Regions from separate parts of the Sus scrofa genome. Here region 1 is linked to region 2. A link is a contact called in public promoter capture Hi-C data. All regions are on one chromosome and are shown on one strand. The core of a region is the stretch at or near the end of the contact, and the rest is flanking DNA. Distances in the headings are between cores, read along the strand shown. Region 1 overlaps ABCC3 (canalicular multispecific organic anion transporter 2). Region 2 holds the start of ABCC3 (canalicular multispecific organic anion transporter 2).

What was found. Promoter capture Hi-C pulls out the DNA fragments that hold promoters and counts their contacts.
Region 1: a contact with region 2 is called in a promoter capture Hi-C map of liver, with 9 times the contacts expected there. The contact joins the enhancer-like site here to the promoter of ABCC3 in region 2. A contact is called at or near these places in 4 of 5 promoter capture datasets (fetal liver, fetal skeletal muscle and liver), 18 of 47 Hi-C or Micro-C datasets (alveolar macrophages, embryonic fibroblasts, fetal heart ventricle and 11 more) and 2 of 2 datasets of contacts at active chromatin or transcription factors (alveolar macrophages and skeletal muscle).

What each region holds. Positions count from the first base shown.
Region 1 is chr12:26,974,599-26,980,706 of Sscrofa11.1, reverse strand. It overlaps ABCC3 (canalicular multispecific organic anion transporter 2), which reads right to left. Exons shown (of 33, transcript XM_003131575.6): 33 at 2,318-4,614. The coding sequence ends at 4,506. It overlaps ANKRD40 (ankyrin repeat domain-containing protein 40), which reads left to right. Exons shown (of 5, transcript XM_003131571.5): 5 at 25-2,494. The coding sequence ends at 171. Among named protein-coding and RNA genes, the nearest start is that of ANKRD40, 18 kb to the left of the region's middle. Within about 2 kb of position 3,861, at least 15 of the 83 cell types and tissues checked have an H3K27ac peak or open chromatin away from gene starts, as enhancers often do. A contact at or near this core is called in liver, mesenteric adipose tissue and omental adipose tissue, where this site is marked.
Region 2 is chr12:26,917,182-26,923,898 of Sscrofa11.1, reverse strand. ABCC3 (canalicular multispecific organic anion transporter 2) reads right to left here and starts at 3,135. Exons shown (of 33, transcript XM_003131575.6): 1 at 2,979-3,135. The coding sequence starts at 3,023.

The DNA.
Region 1 (6,108 bases), core at 2,612-5,111, 56 kb before region 2:
CTGTTTACCCTGTTTTCATTTTAGGACAAAGATGTTGCTCGACTCCAAGATTTCCAAGAGCTGGAACTGGTTCTCATGATAAGTGAAAATAACTTTCTGTTCCGAAATGCTGCATCCACACTGACTGACAGGCCTTGCTATAACAGGAGAGCTTCCAAACTGACTTACTAATGCAGCAGGGACTTTTAATCACTGAGTATTGTGAGTGTGCATCACCTCTGGGCCAAGGACAAGCCATTGATCTACATGCCTTGGATGCCCAGGAGGGCCCCTGGTGCCACGGCATAGTATACACTAACATCGTTCTGCCAAGGTAGGAAGCCCCTGACCCCCAAGCAGCGGTGCCACTCTTCCAAGTCTCTTGGTGCACAATAAACCTATTGCTTGAAGCTGTGAACAGCTGAGAAGTGGCCTGGAGAGGCAGAAACCGTCGGTTCTCTATCCAGTATGTTTTATGTGCAGAATGTTGAGAGAGCTGTCTGAGCAGACGCGGAGAGAGAGCAGAGCCTCCTTCCAGCCGGTCCTGTTGACAGTGCACCTGAAGGGCCAGGACGCGCTTCTCGAAGTGCTGCATGTTCCCGACTCTCCTGAAACGTGAACTGTCTAGAGAGGAAACCTGGGGTCGGCGAGGTCCTGGGCTCGGGTATTGTGGTGTGACTTGTGGCTGTGAGGTTTCACATAACATATTTATAAATGTTACTCAGGTTAAAAGTATTTAAGAATAACAGTTACCTACTTGTAAATATGCTGTTAACCAAAAGAGCTTCCCCTCCCCCCCACCTTTCCTTTGTCCACACTCACGACTGCTTCTGTCTCTAGCCTGCCATTGCCGTCATCTCTGCATCACATCCCTTTCGTGGTCACTAGAGGGCTCTCTGATGCTTTCTAAAAGAGCAACGTTTTTCTGGTTTTTTGGGTTTTTTTTTTTTTCCCTAATCGAAGCGGTTCCTGTCTTCTCCGCGTCTGTGTTTAATTGCACCGAAAGAGACGAGCACAAACATTGCCAGTCCATGTTCTCCACTTTCATTTTCCACTAGAAAGGAAAAGCAATTTTCCAGATTGAATCTGTGGCTATTTTAAAGGTGACTGTGGGAAACTGCACTAAAGGAGGTAGCATCTTTATTTTTGTATCAAAGATAAAGCTTATTTTGAGATTATTAGGATTTTTACACAACTCTGAAATCTGTTGCTTTTGTAAACAGGTTGTTTGATCTTAGGGATCCCCCACGACCACCACCAACCCACTTGACAAAGTCAGTTGAGCGTCTACCAGGCTTTGTTCTGGAAACAAACACCTGATCCAACTCTTGAGCATGGCATGAGAATTTTTTAAAAGAACGCATTTAAGGATTCTTTTCCTTTCCTTCAGTGTCATTAATGTGGAGAAGAAGAGCCACTGTCTTGTTGAAATAAACAGCTTAACTTTAGAAATAAGACCAAGCACACTCAGACCAACAGGAGAGCAGGGGTTTGAAGCCAGCTGTTGAAGGGCGTCCCTGCTGTCTTAAGAAGCTTTCTCCCCATAGTGCCTATAGTTTCCAAAGAAACTTAACTTCCTAACTGTGTTAATTTTATTGGAACACAGCAATTGAGCGAGGGCATGCAGCAGTTGTCAGTGCAAGAGAATATTGTGCTAAGATAATGGCCTCCTGCTGCTGCCTAAATGGTGAGCTGAGGTTGAGGTGTTTTCAAGGCCAGCTTCACCGCGTGGAGTCACTCAGCTCGGTGACTTAATTGTATTACACCAATTACTGATGGTGAGTTACTCACCCTCGTGCAGAGTTGGCCTGGCAGTGTAAAGGTTACTTATTACTCCCTTTCTCTGAAGTGCTTTGAAGAAGAAACTTCCCTTGTGTTTCAACCAGTCAGGAGCTGGTTTGTCTAGACATGCTAATCTTTTTTCCCTTATCTTTGGAAAAAGAAAAAAAAAAGTTGCAATTTACTGATACAATTAAGGCTAGTTTTATCCTGGAATACATGAATTCAGTATTAATTTCTGTCTCAACCCCTGGGGTTAGTACACTTCCAGCCATCCAGATCAATTAGGGATTCTCAGAAGCTGTGGAGGCCCCTGGCTGGGAGGTGGCCTACAGAGGAGCAGCTCCAGGGCATTTCCCGGGCCTGGAACCTGGGCCGAGGGGGAGTCACAAGTGAGAGATGGGCCTGCCCTGCCCTCTCTCCTCCCTTTTAAGGTCCTCTGTGGTCAGCTGACTCTTGAGTAAGGCAGTGGAATTAGACTGCACAGTTGCTGGTAGGTGAGCTTAACGTCTTAATCTATGCATTCAGAGAAATATTTTTATATGGTTTGTGTAATTTATAACAAGGATTTTTTTTTTTTTTTAGCTTTGTTAACTGTGAATTCACCCCTCTTCCTCCACTGCATATTTAAAGCATGTGTTCACACTGTGTGTAAACATTAACTGAAGATTTTTCTCTTTGCGCATCGCTGACTGTTCAAGGATAATAAGTATTATTAAAATTAAATATTAACCGACCAAGCCCATATTCTTTCACACTGGCCTCCTAAACAGCACACTGTACTTCTAATCATACGGGGTTCAAATTGTTGGACAGTTCCAGGGACAAAACCCGCTGGAGGAGGACTCGAAGGGACCAGTCCCCACCTGAGCCTCCTGCATCCTGCTGCTGTGGTGGCGCTCACGCCTGTCAGTGGCACCTGGAGACAGATGTTTTGTGCAGTGTCTTTCGTCTCAGTTCCCAGCAGTCAGCTTTATTTTCCTGTAGTAGCTGAGCCAGCTAGATGGAGGTCATCCTCTATTAACCACCTTTCTTGATTATCCTATTTACTTCACACAACTGAGCCTCTCCTTTGGGCTGTCAGCACCTGTCAGGGCCTCCAGGAGCTCAGAGGCAAACTCCCAAGACAGGAGAGGAAATACAGCCTCCCAGCTTCAGATCTTCAGCTGAGAATGATGCCGAATGAATCTGCATTTCTGTTGGTTTAGGGCAGCTAGAGCCTCACAAAGCAGACGTCATGCCAAATTGGTCTAATAAATCAGGGATCATAGCCGAGACCTTTTCTTAGCACCAAGGAGAGGCGGAATAATTTGGGCATTTGTGCTTTCATACTTGCTTTATCACAAGGATGGAAGTCTTCCATACACTCATAAACATCCTGGGCAGAAACAACCTGCCAAAAAAAATGTGATTAACCTTTAACAAATAGTCCTGCAGCACAGGCTGGCCCAGGACATATGGCAAAACCAGATCAAAGGAGCCATCTCCACATCTACTTTAAACTATTTAGGGTGGAGGCAAAAAAACAAACCATCACCCACAACCAATCACATCATACCAAGAATAAAGAGCCAAGAAATGAGAGTCAGAGATGACCAGAAAACTTGGTAAAGATTAACAAAGAGATCCTTTCCAAATAGAAGGCCTTGTGCCAGATATATCCTCACCTGCGGAAGAATAAACACTTCATTGGCTTGCTCAAAAAAGCAAATTTAATTCATCCCCTCCTCTCATTTACCAGCCTGGAACTGTCAGGTCAGGGGGCAGCCTCTGGGCTCCTCTGGGCTCCCATATTCAGCTTCAGCCAGAGTGAGGAGGATGAAGGACTTGGAGACCTCGCGGGTTATGGGGACCTGTCTGGAATAGACCCCTAAAGGAGCAAGGAAATAAGCTCCTTGCCCTTCTCATCCCCTAAAGAAGCGGGTAGAGCAATTGAGGGTTGACATAAATGTGGAGGTGTTCACAGCAGCTTTCTCAAGAGGCCTCAGGTCAGATTGCAGAGGCTTTACTTCTCACCTTTTTACAGTATCTGCACAGCAGAGCAGGAACTACTGGCAATTATCCAGTGGATTTTGGCCGTGAAGACAATATTTCCAGCCAAAACTCTCAGGTCTGAGGTTTTCAGATAATTCCAGCCATGCAAATGTGTATGAAGTCTATCTCTGCCTCTCCCTCCTTCCTCCCTGCCTTCTCTAAAGGTCCTAACCCCAGACCTTGTAAACAGAGAAAAGCTGTGTTGGGGCATGTGTATTGTTGACACATAGCTTTATTTCATCAGTGCTCCATTTTTAATGGATCCAGGCCAGCACCCCAGAGTACTGGACTCAGTTCCTAGGGACAGCCTGACCTGGCAGCCTCTGTTCCAGGAGGAAGAAGCTTTATTAAAAAAAAAAAAAAATACCTCAGAGTTGAAAATATAAAAAAGCTTGGGGATAGGGAGGTCATCCCATGAAACCACTGAAAACAGTACAGTGTGGAAATAACCTCAGATTAGGAGTCAGGAGACCCAGGGACTAGTCTGGGCTCTGCCTCAAATTAGCTATGACCTTGGGGCATGTCATTCACCTCTTGGGCTGCACTTCCTTATCAGAAGCATGTAGCCTGGTTATCCTGCAAGGCACTTTACAGAGGCAAAAACCTAACAACCGCCCCACAACATTTGCCATCAAGTCCATTTTATGGATAGATTTGGTGTCCTTTCCTGATGAAAACCGGGAATGTCCAAGAAGAAATCCCAGGAGTATATTTTAGGCAAGTCCAGCATCTCTGGCCATCCCGTAGAAGATGCCTCTGGCCGCAATGAGGTTGGTTGGAGAATCAAACTCAGCTATTGTCCCTTTGTCCAGGACGAGGACCCTAGCCAAAAGAAAGAAGCGATCAGGTCTCCATCGGCCCGGATCTGGTTTCCTGGTCCAACCCTGCCCTTCTGGGTACTACTCAGGCCCCTCAGCGACACGCCAACCCTCCCACTTCAGTCAATCCACCCAACACAGTGCTACGCCACATGTGCACGCTTGCAAGGCTGGTTATTTTAGCCACTCTGTTTGCCGTCCTGGCAGATGAGGCGGTTTCTGGGATCAAACACAAGGTCCTATTCATCTCTGCTGGTTGGGGCTCCAAAAACCTTCCCTAATGAGCCCTTCCCCTCACCAGGGTTACAGGACTGTGCACAGGGAGCCACGGGCCCGTGTGCTTCCATCTGCTTTGTGCTAACGTACAAAGGCACTCGGCGGGAAACTGGGCTGCAGTGAGGCCTGATGCTCGAATCTGGGACTTTGGCTGCAAATCCGCCTGCTGCTGGTGGGTGGATCTACCCTCCACTCCCGCCCCCCTCCCCCCACCCCCAAGCCAAACCTGGGGCTGGGATTAGAATTGCTTGCCAACTAAACACAGGGTACACCTGGTGCAGGGCTGAAAGGCTGCCTCCCAGGGTGTGCCCAGAAAGGGCTGCCCCAACCCCGGGAGATGCTGGGAGGGGCTGGACTGCACGCGCACTGTTTCCCTACCCACGGGGCTCCTGGAAACAAGTCCCGGGAAGAGGTGTGTCTGTGCAGATCACTGCCTGGGCACTGCCCATTGCAGCCCAGGAGACTGCTCCTCTCCTTTCAGTGCTTCTCATGCCCTTAGGGTGAGAACTAGATGCTTTCCCGTGGTCCTCAAAGAGCAGCAGAGTGAGGCCTGTGTCTTTCTCCCCCTCCTCTTGGTTCTACTGCCCCTTCGCCCTTTCTACACCAGCCTCACGTGCCCTCCTACCTCAGGGCCTTTGCATGTGCTACAGCCTTTTCCTGAAATTTTCAGTTCCCTTCCTACTCTTTCTCCTCCCCTGCTCCCCAGCTTTTACTCATCCTTTTGAGTCTGGCTGGTGCTTCCCAGTCCTTCAGAGGGAAAGTGTCCTGGCTGCCCTGTGTGGGTTGTCTTCCTCTGGCCTCCACACATGGATCCCTGCTTCAGTCCTGCAGGCTCTAATTACACATTCTGCAGCATGATTATTTGATTCATTTCTGCCTACCCTGCTAGAATGAATGAATTCCCAGCCCCCAAGGGCCGTTTGAGTTTTCAGTCTTCAGGGCTGCTGGTGAAAACCATTTCCTGTTAGGCCTGGGGAGAGACCCTCTCAGTCTCGCCCTTTCCCTTGTCTGGACCCGCCCTTTCCCTTGTCTGGACCCGGGGCCTAGCCCTTCTGCCTGTCCTGCCCCCCATTCTCCCAGCCCTGGGGCGGGGGGTGTGGTCTTGGATGGGAGTGGAGAGCTGGGGGGTGGCAGGGATGGGACAGACAGGCAATAACATCAGGCGTTGTCAGCTTGGTTCCCAAGCCCCTGGGAGCTGTGTGGGGACACCTCTGCCAGCGGG
Region 2 (6,717 bases), core at 1,886-4,385:
TGGCTTAGGTACTTCCTGGCTGCCCTGCACTACTTCTAACATTGTGGGTCACCCACAGGCTCCTAAGATAAAAGATCCAGGGACAAGTATGCCTGAAAAACACAATGAAAATGAGAAGCAGGAGTTCCCATTGTGGCGCAGTAGTTAACGAATCCAACTAGGAACCATGAGATTGCAGGTTTGATCCCTGGCTTTGCTCAGTGGGTTAAGGATCCGGTGTTGCCATGAGCTGTGGTGTAGGTTGCAGACGCGGCTCGGATCCCGCGCTGCTGTGGCCCTGGTGTAGGCCGGTGGCTACAGCTCCAATTAGACCCCTAGCCTGGGAACCTCCATATGCCGCGAGAACGGCCCAAGAAATGGCAAAAAAAAAAAAAAAAAAAAAAAAAGAAAGAAAGAAAGAAAATGAGAAGCAAACTAGCTCAGCATCCGTGAATAACCCTGAACTTTAGGCCTTTTGGGTAACTGAGCTAGGGCTGAGGTAATAGCAGCAGCCTCTGGGCCTCAGACCCCGTCCCCCCTTTTCTCAGCTCTACAAACCCTCAGAGGATGAGCTAGGAAACTTCCTGCCTTGTCCCGTACCACCCCCAGTCACCAGCTACTTGGGGGTACAGCCTGGAATAGCTTTCAGGAGCTAAGAAGTTAATGTAGAAGATGGAAATTGTTGGAGTTCCCATCGTGGCTCAGTGGTTAACGAATCCGACTAGGAACTATGAGGTTGCGGGTTCGATCCCTGGCCTTGCTCAGTAGGTGAAGGATCCGGTGTTGCCATGAGCTGTGGTGTAGGTCACAGACGTGGTTTGGATCTGGCATTACTGTGGCTGTGGCTGTGGCTACAGCTCCGATTCGACCCCTAGCCTGGGAACCTCCATATGCCACAGGTGCGGCCCTAAAAAAAAAAAAAAAAGAGGAAGAAGATGGAAAGTGCTAAGACACGGGGGTCAGGAAGAGGAGAGGTCAGTGTCCTTGTCATTTGATGCATCCCCTTGAACCTCACATATAGATGACCTGACTCCCATGGACTCCAAGGTTCTCAGAGAAGATACACGTGTCTCAGGAACAAGAAATTCAGGCATGAGAGAGTCCCAGAAGCCCAAAAGTACACAGTCAGGGAATGACAAAGTTGAAACCATATCTCAGAATCCTGATTCCAAGTCGAGCACTCTGTAGCTGATTGTTGCGTGACCTTGACAAGTTCATTTTTTCAGTTTTCCCAGCTCTTTAATGAGGGGCTGGGCCAGCTACCCCAAGCCCCCAAGCTCTGACATTCTTGGATTCCACAGTATCATGGAAGGGTAGAGAAACCCTATCATGGGATCAAGAAAGGAGCCTTGAGTTCCCAGACTTCTGGTCCCTCAAAGCCTGTTTCTGGGCAATCCTAAGTTCTCAAGGTTAACTACACACTCAGGAACAGGGAGTCCTTGAACTTGAGGCATGGTCACATCTGCCCCCTTGATTTACAAGTCTTCTCCCTGGCCACCTCAGACACCCCAACTGTGCCGCAACAGCCAAGTTCAAGTGGCAATGAGAAAAAGTCTACTCATGAGCCAACGGGGCAACCTCTGGACTCTGGAAACAAGTGACCAGGCCAGGCTGGATGACAAATAGGGTTCCTGTGGCAAGAAGGGCAGCAGCAGAGAAGTTGCATCATCTCTGATCAACCATGTAGTGATCTCCATGGCTCTCTTTCTGGGTTACTAAAAGGTTAATTTTACTCTAACCATTTAGTTAAATGGTATTCTATTGCCCGAAATGTCAGACATCCATTTAAGCCCTTCAGTCCAGCCCAAACACAACCTGAGAGCGGGGTGTCTGACTATACGCTCACACTTACATACACACATGCACACACACATCTACACAAGCACTCACTCATGAATAACACTCAGTGGGTGTGCGCGCGGGTGCGCGCACGCGCGCGCGCACACACACACACACACACACACACACACTCACACACGCATGCATGCGACCTCCCCCTCCCCAAGCACATACATACAAATACCTGAAATGGAGAAATGATTTAGGCATTGGGATTCAGAGGCCCTGGATTTGAGAGCAGCCTATGCTGGGCAGCTCCCATAGGACCACTGACAAGCCCCTTGAGTCTGAGCGCATCCGTGAAACAGAGACACACCACTACTTGCCTCCCAGAGCTGCAATGATGATCAAGGGAGCTGCCTGTGAACAGGTTTTGAAAGCTGTAAGGAAGCTCTTGGGCTTTCTACACGGAGAGCACCTGAACTATGCTGAGGGTCTGGAGTCAGCAGCCTGAAAAGCAGCCTGATGTCTTAGAAAAGGGTCCGGCATATGAGCAGAAGGCCCACTTTGGTATCCCAGCCCTGTTTTCCTCTAACTGGCTTTGAGCAAGTCTCCTCCTCTCTCTGGGCCTTTCTCCATCTATAAAAGGGGAGGGTTGGACCAGGAAATCCTGATATCTTGCACCTGTAAGGGCCTGCCTCCAGAGTGAGGTCTGCCTCTCCCTCCTGACGCTGGGGCGGTGAGGATCAGCCAGTCTCTGGTGGCTCTGCCCGGAGCAGGAACCCTTTCCAAGAAGGCAGGAACCCTTGAAGAAGGGGGAAGCCCAGTAGACCCCGCCTCCCAAAGCACCTGGTTGAACAGGTGTGGGGATGGGCATCCAAGCCCTCGTCCAAGGGGCCAGTGCTGAAGGATCAACAGGATCTAGTAACCGGGAAATGCCCCTTCTGCAGCCTGCAGTCAGTCCCAGAGAGGGATGTGAGTGAGGTGGCAAGTGTGGGCACCTTCTGATTCCGAGCTGCCACCCACCGTGCCAGCAGGAAGCCTAGCACCTGGCTTTCCCAGGCTCGCCCATGTGGCTGGGGAAACCCGAAGCAGATTTCCCCGACCACGAGGGAACCGGCACTGGGCGACGCCGCGAGACCCGTTCCCGGCATCGCATCGCCACTCCCCGGGCTAAGGGCTCGCTGGTGCTCCCTCGTGGTCCCGGGACACCTCCTTACCCAGAACTTGGAGCTGAACTCCCCGGAGCCGCAAAGAGCGTCCATGGGGCCGGGGTTCGGCGACGAGGACGGCGAGAATGAAAACGGTGGCCTTCCAACCCGGGACAGACCCAGCAGCTGCCCAGAGCCGCCTCCGCCCGGCGCTCCGCCCCCGGGCCCGCCCTTCCCAGCCCCACCTCCAGGCTCTTTGGGTCGAATTGCGGTAGCACCTCCCTGAAACTGCAGCTCGGTGGGGGCCCTGGACACAAGGACCACCCCTTCCGGGGACCGCTGGGCCTCGCGGGAGAGGTACCCCTCCAGATACGGAGGCAGATCCAGTGGGAGCAGGGTCTGCCCAAGGGGCACACGCGGCTCTCCCAGGGAAGACGTTTGCGGTGGGGAGGGAGGGCCCCCCTCCCAGGAGTCAAGGGACATGCAGAGGGACAGCGCGAGACTCCTTCCTTCCGTGAATAAATGCTTGATAAGCTTACATTCATCTCTGGAGGTCAGTCTCCTCATCTGTGAAATGGGAAGAACTTGTGTGCCCTGACAACCCAGAGGCTATCTCTTCCCCACAGGTTGTCCAGGAAATGACAGACACCAACACACAATGTGTGTGTGTGTGTGTGTGTGTGTGTGTGTGTGTCTGTGTGTGTGTGTGTGTGTGCGCCCGCTTGCCAAAGGAGAGAGGGGTGGGAGGGGATCCCAGCACCATCCAAACAGTGGCTTCCCATGATCCTCTTAAATTGCCGCCTGGCCACATTTCCGTCCCTCCCTGATCTTGAGCCTGCTGCTTCAGCAGCCTCGGTGCTTCCACTTTCACTTCTGCAAAACAAGGATAATCACAGTACCTATATCACAGGGTTACTCTGAGGATGAAACGGGAAAGCTATGCTAAGCGTCAGCATATCTCTGGCACACTTGGTAGGCACCCAACCCAACACGTAGTAGCTTCCTCTGCTTCTGCCTGGTTAGGGTGGCAGAGGGGCAGGTGAGGCCCCAAGAAAAGCCCCACATCAACACACTCCTCCTAAGCCTGAGTCTCCACATTTCCAATCTGTGAAATGGGTTTGGGGTCAATGGCCTCCTTCCCCTGCTTTGGCCCCGGCTTGGCCATGCTGGGATCCCTCCCTCCCTCCATCTCTCACTCTTCCTGTCATCCTCTCTTCCCTAATGGGATCCCAGAAGCCAGTTCACTACCCCTCTTGGGGTTGAGAAGGAATCTTCCATTCCCCCAGCAGCTCTTCCTCCAGCCCATCTCTCCCCTGCCCTTGCCGTCCAACTTTGTCCCTGTCTGTAGGGTCTGCCCAGGTGATCCTTTCCGGGGCACCGATCCCCAAGAGAAGGTGTTTTTTCCTTGGTGGCTCAGCAGCAGGTGTAGGTGGCTGCCAGCAAGATAGCACAGCAGGAGTTGCCATCGTGGCACAGCAGAAATGAATCTGACTAGGAACCATGAGGTTGCGGGTTCGATCCCTGGCCTCGCTTAGTAGGTTGAGGATCTGGCGTTGCCGCAAGCTGTGGTGTAGGTCACAGACACAGCTTGGATCTGGTTGCTGTGGCTGTGGCATAGGCTGGAAGCTGTAGCTTCGATTTGACCCCTAGCCTGGGAACCTCCATATGCTGCAGGTGATGCCCTAAAAAAGAAAAAAAAAAAAAAAAGCACAGCAGCAGCAGCCACCTCTGGGCAGGCAGGAAATCTCTTCTGCCAAGGGCTATCAGAATACAGATCTGAGCCATCATGAGGTCTGGGATGGGAGCCAGGGGGTCAAGGCTCCTCCTCCCCAGGAAGTAGGACTGGGGGCCTTTCCCCCATCCCTGGGCAAGTGCTCTCAGCCCTTTGTCTGCCCCCCTTCCCTCCCCGGCCCCACCTCCCAGCCCCCCTCCGTCTCTGAGGCAGGCTTTACAGAGCTTTCACAGCCTTGTCACAGTGTGCATTGGGTTATATTTAGTTGTGAAGGTTCTGTCTTCCCTGCCAGTCTGAAGGGTCCCCCAGGGCAGGGATCGACTGAGTCCCTTCCAATCCCCCTCCACGCCTCCAGCAGAGCCTTTCCTATACTGTGCGACACACCCCTGGATGTGTCTGGGACTGTTTCTTGAGCATTTTGGCACGGCACCATCTAAGCTCTCTTCCTGTTCTGATGATCTAGGCTTCTATGGTGAGCCGCTGGGACTCCTCCGCCCAGCTTTTCTCTAAGTTTGGGGCCAGGACTCTTGGGTTCTGTCTTCAGCCCTGGGGCTGCAGCACCATCCCCTTTGGCCCCAGCCTTGTTCAGCATTGGGCCTGCAGCACTGGGTGGGAGCCTCTGAGTTGGAGATCATGGTGGGACCCCTGGCAATCTTTACCTCCTCCACTGTCCCCGGAAGCATGCACTGGGAGCACTCTTCCTGGCCCCTCATGGAATGTGGCCCCTTTCCCACCGCCCTTGAATAAGAACTACAGTATTCCTAGGATATTAGGGTTTTGATTGTTCTCGCAAGACCAAGGAAAATGAAGCCCCAGGGCGACTTCTGGCAGAGGCAGGATGTGCTCCATGTCTTCTGAATACTGGGCTACTTCCATGCATCCTCTGCGGGGTGGGGGTGGGGGAGCATTTCCTGCATCCTTAGTTGTTGCACTCATGCCCCACCCCCACCATCAAGATTGCTTGTCGTGCCCTTCCCCCTGTGACTCATCTCCCTTTCTGCACCTGGCTAACTCTAGTCCTCCTTAAAGATTTCACTCAAGCAGCTCCCCCCACAAGCAAGACTTCACCGAACCCCTCCCATCCCAATCCTGGGCTAAGGACCCTTCTTTTCGCAGCCCGCTCTCCTTGTACTGTATCATTCGTTGTCCTGCATAACATCCCCCCAAAATGTGCACATCTTAAGGACAGGGACCATCTTGGCTGCACCCACAACATGTGGACTTTCCTGGGTCAGGGACTGAATCTGAGCCGCAGCTGCAGCAACACTGGATCCTTTAACCCACTGCCGGGGATCCCAGGCTGGGGATCGAACCCATGACGCTGCCAGCAACCCAAGCTGCCGAAGTTGGATTCGTAACCCACTGCACTGCAGCAGAACTCAGGACCATCTTAAGGGTAGTCTTGTTTATCCCTGTACCCTCAGCACCCAAGACAGTGCCTGGCAAAGTTGGTTTTCAGAAATTTTGTTTGTTTGTTTGTTTGTTTTTTGTTTTTCAGGGCTGCATCCATGGCATATGGAGTTTCCCAGGCTAGGGGGTTGAATCAGAGTTACAGCTGCCAGCCTACATTACAGCCACAGCAATATCAGATCCGAGCTGTGTCTGCAAACTACACCACAGCTCCCGGCAACGCCAGATCTTTAGTCCACTGAGCAAGGCCAGGGATTGAAACCGAAACCTCATGGTTCCTAGTCAGATTTGTTTCTGCTGCGCCACAATGGGAACTCCTGGTCTTTAGGAAATGTTTGTTGACTGACTAAACCAGCATCCGGTGTCCTTAGAAGAGGTCATATGTAGCAAGGCCACTGTAGCATTAGGTACAGTCCCAGCAGTGGATACTGTCCACTCTGCTTTTTTTTTTTTTTATCTTTTTGCTATTTCTTGAGCCGCTCCTGCAGTATGGAGGTTCCCAGGCTAGGGGTCGAATCAGAGCTGTAGCCACCGGCCTACGCCAGAGCCACAGCAAGGACAGATCCAAGCCGCTTCTGCGACCTGCACCACAGCTCACGACAATGCCGGATCGTTAACCCACTGAGCAAGGGCAGGGACCGAACCCGTAACCTCATGGTTCCTAGT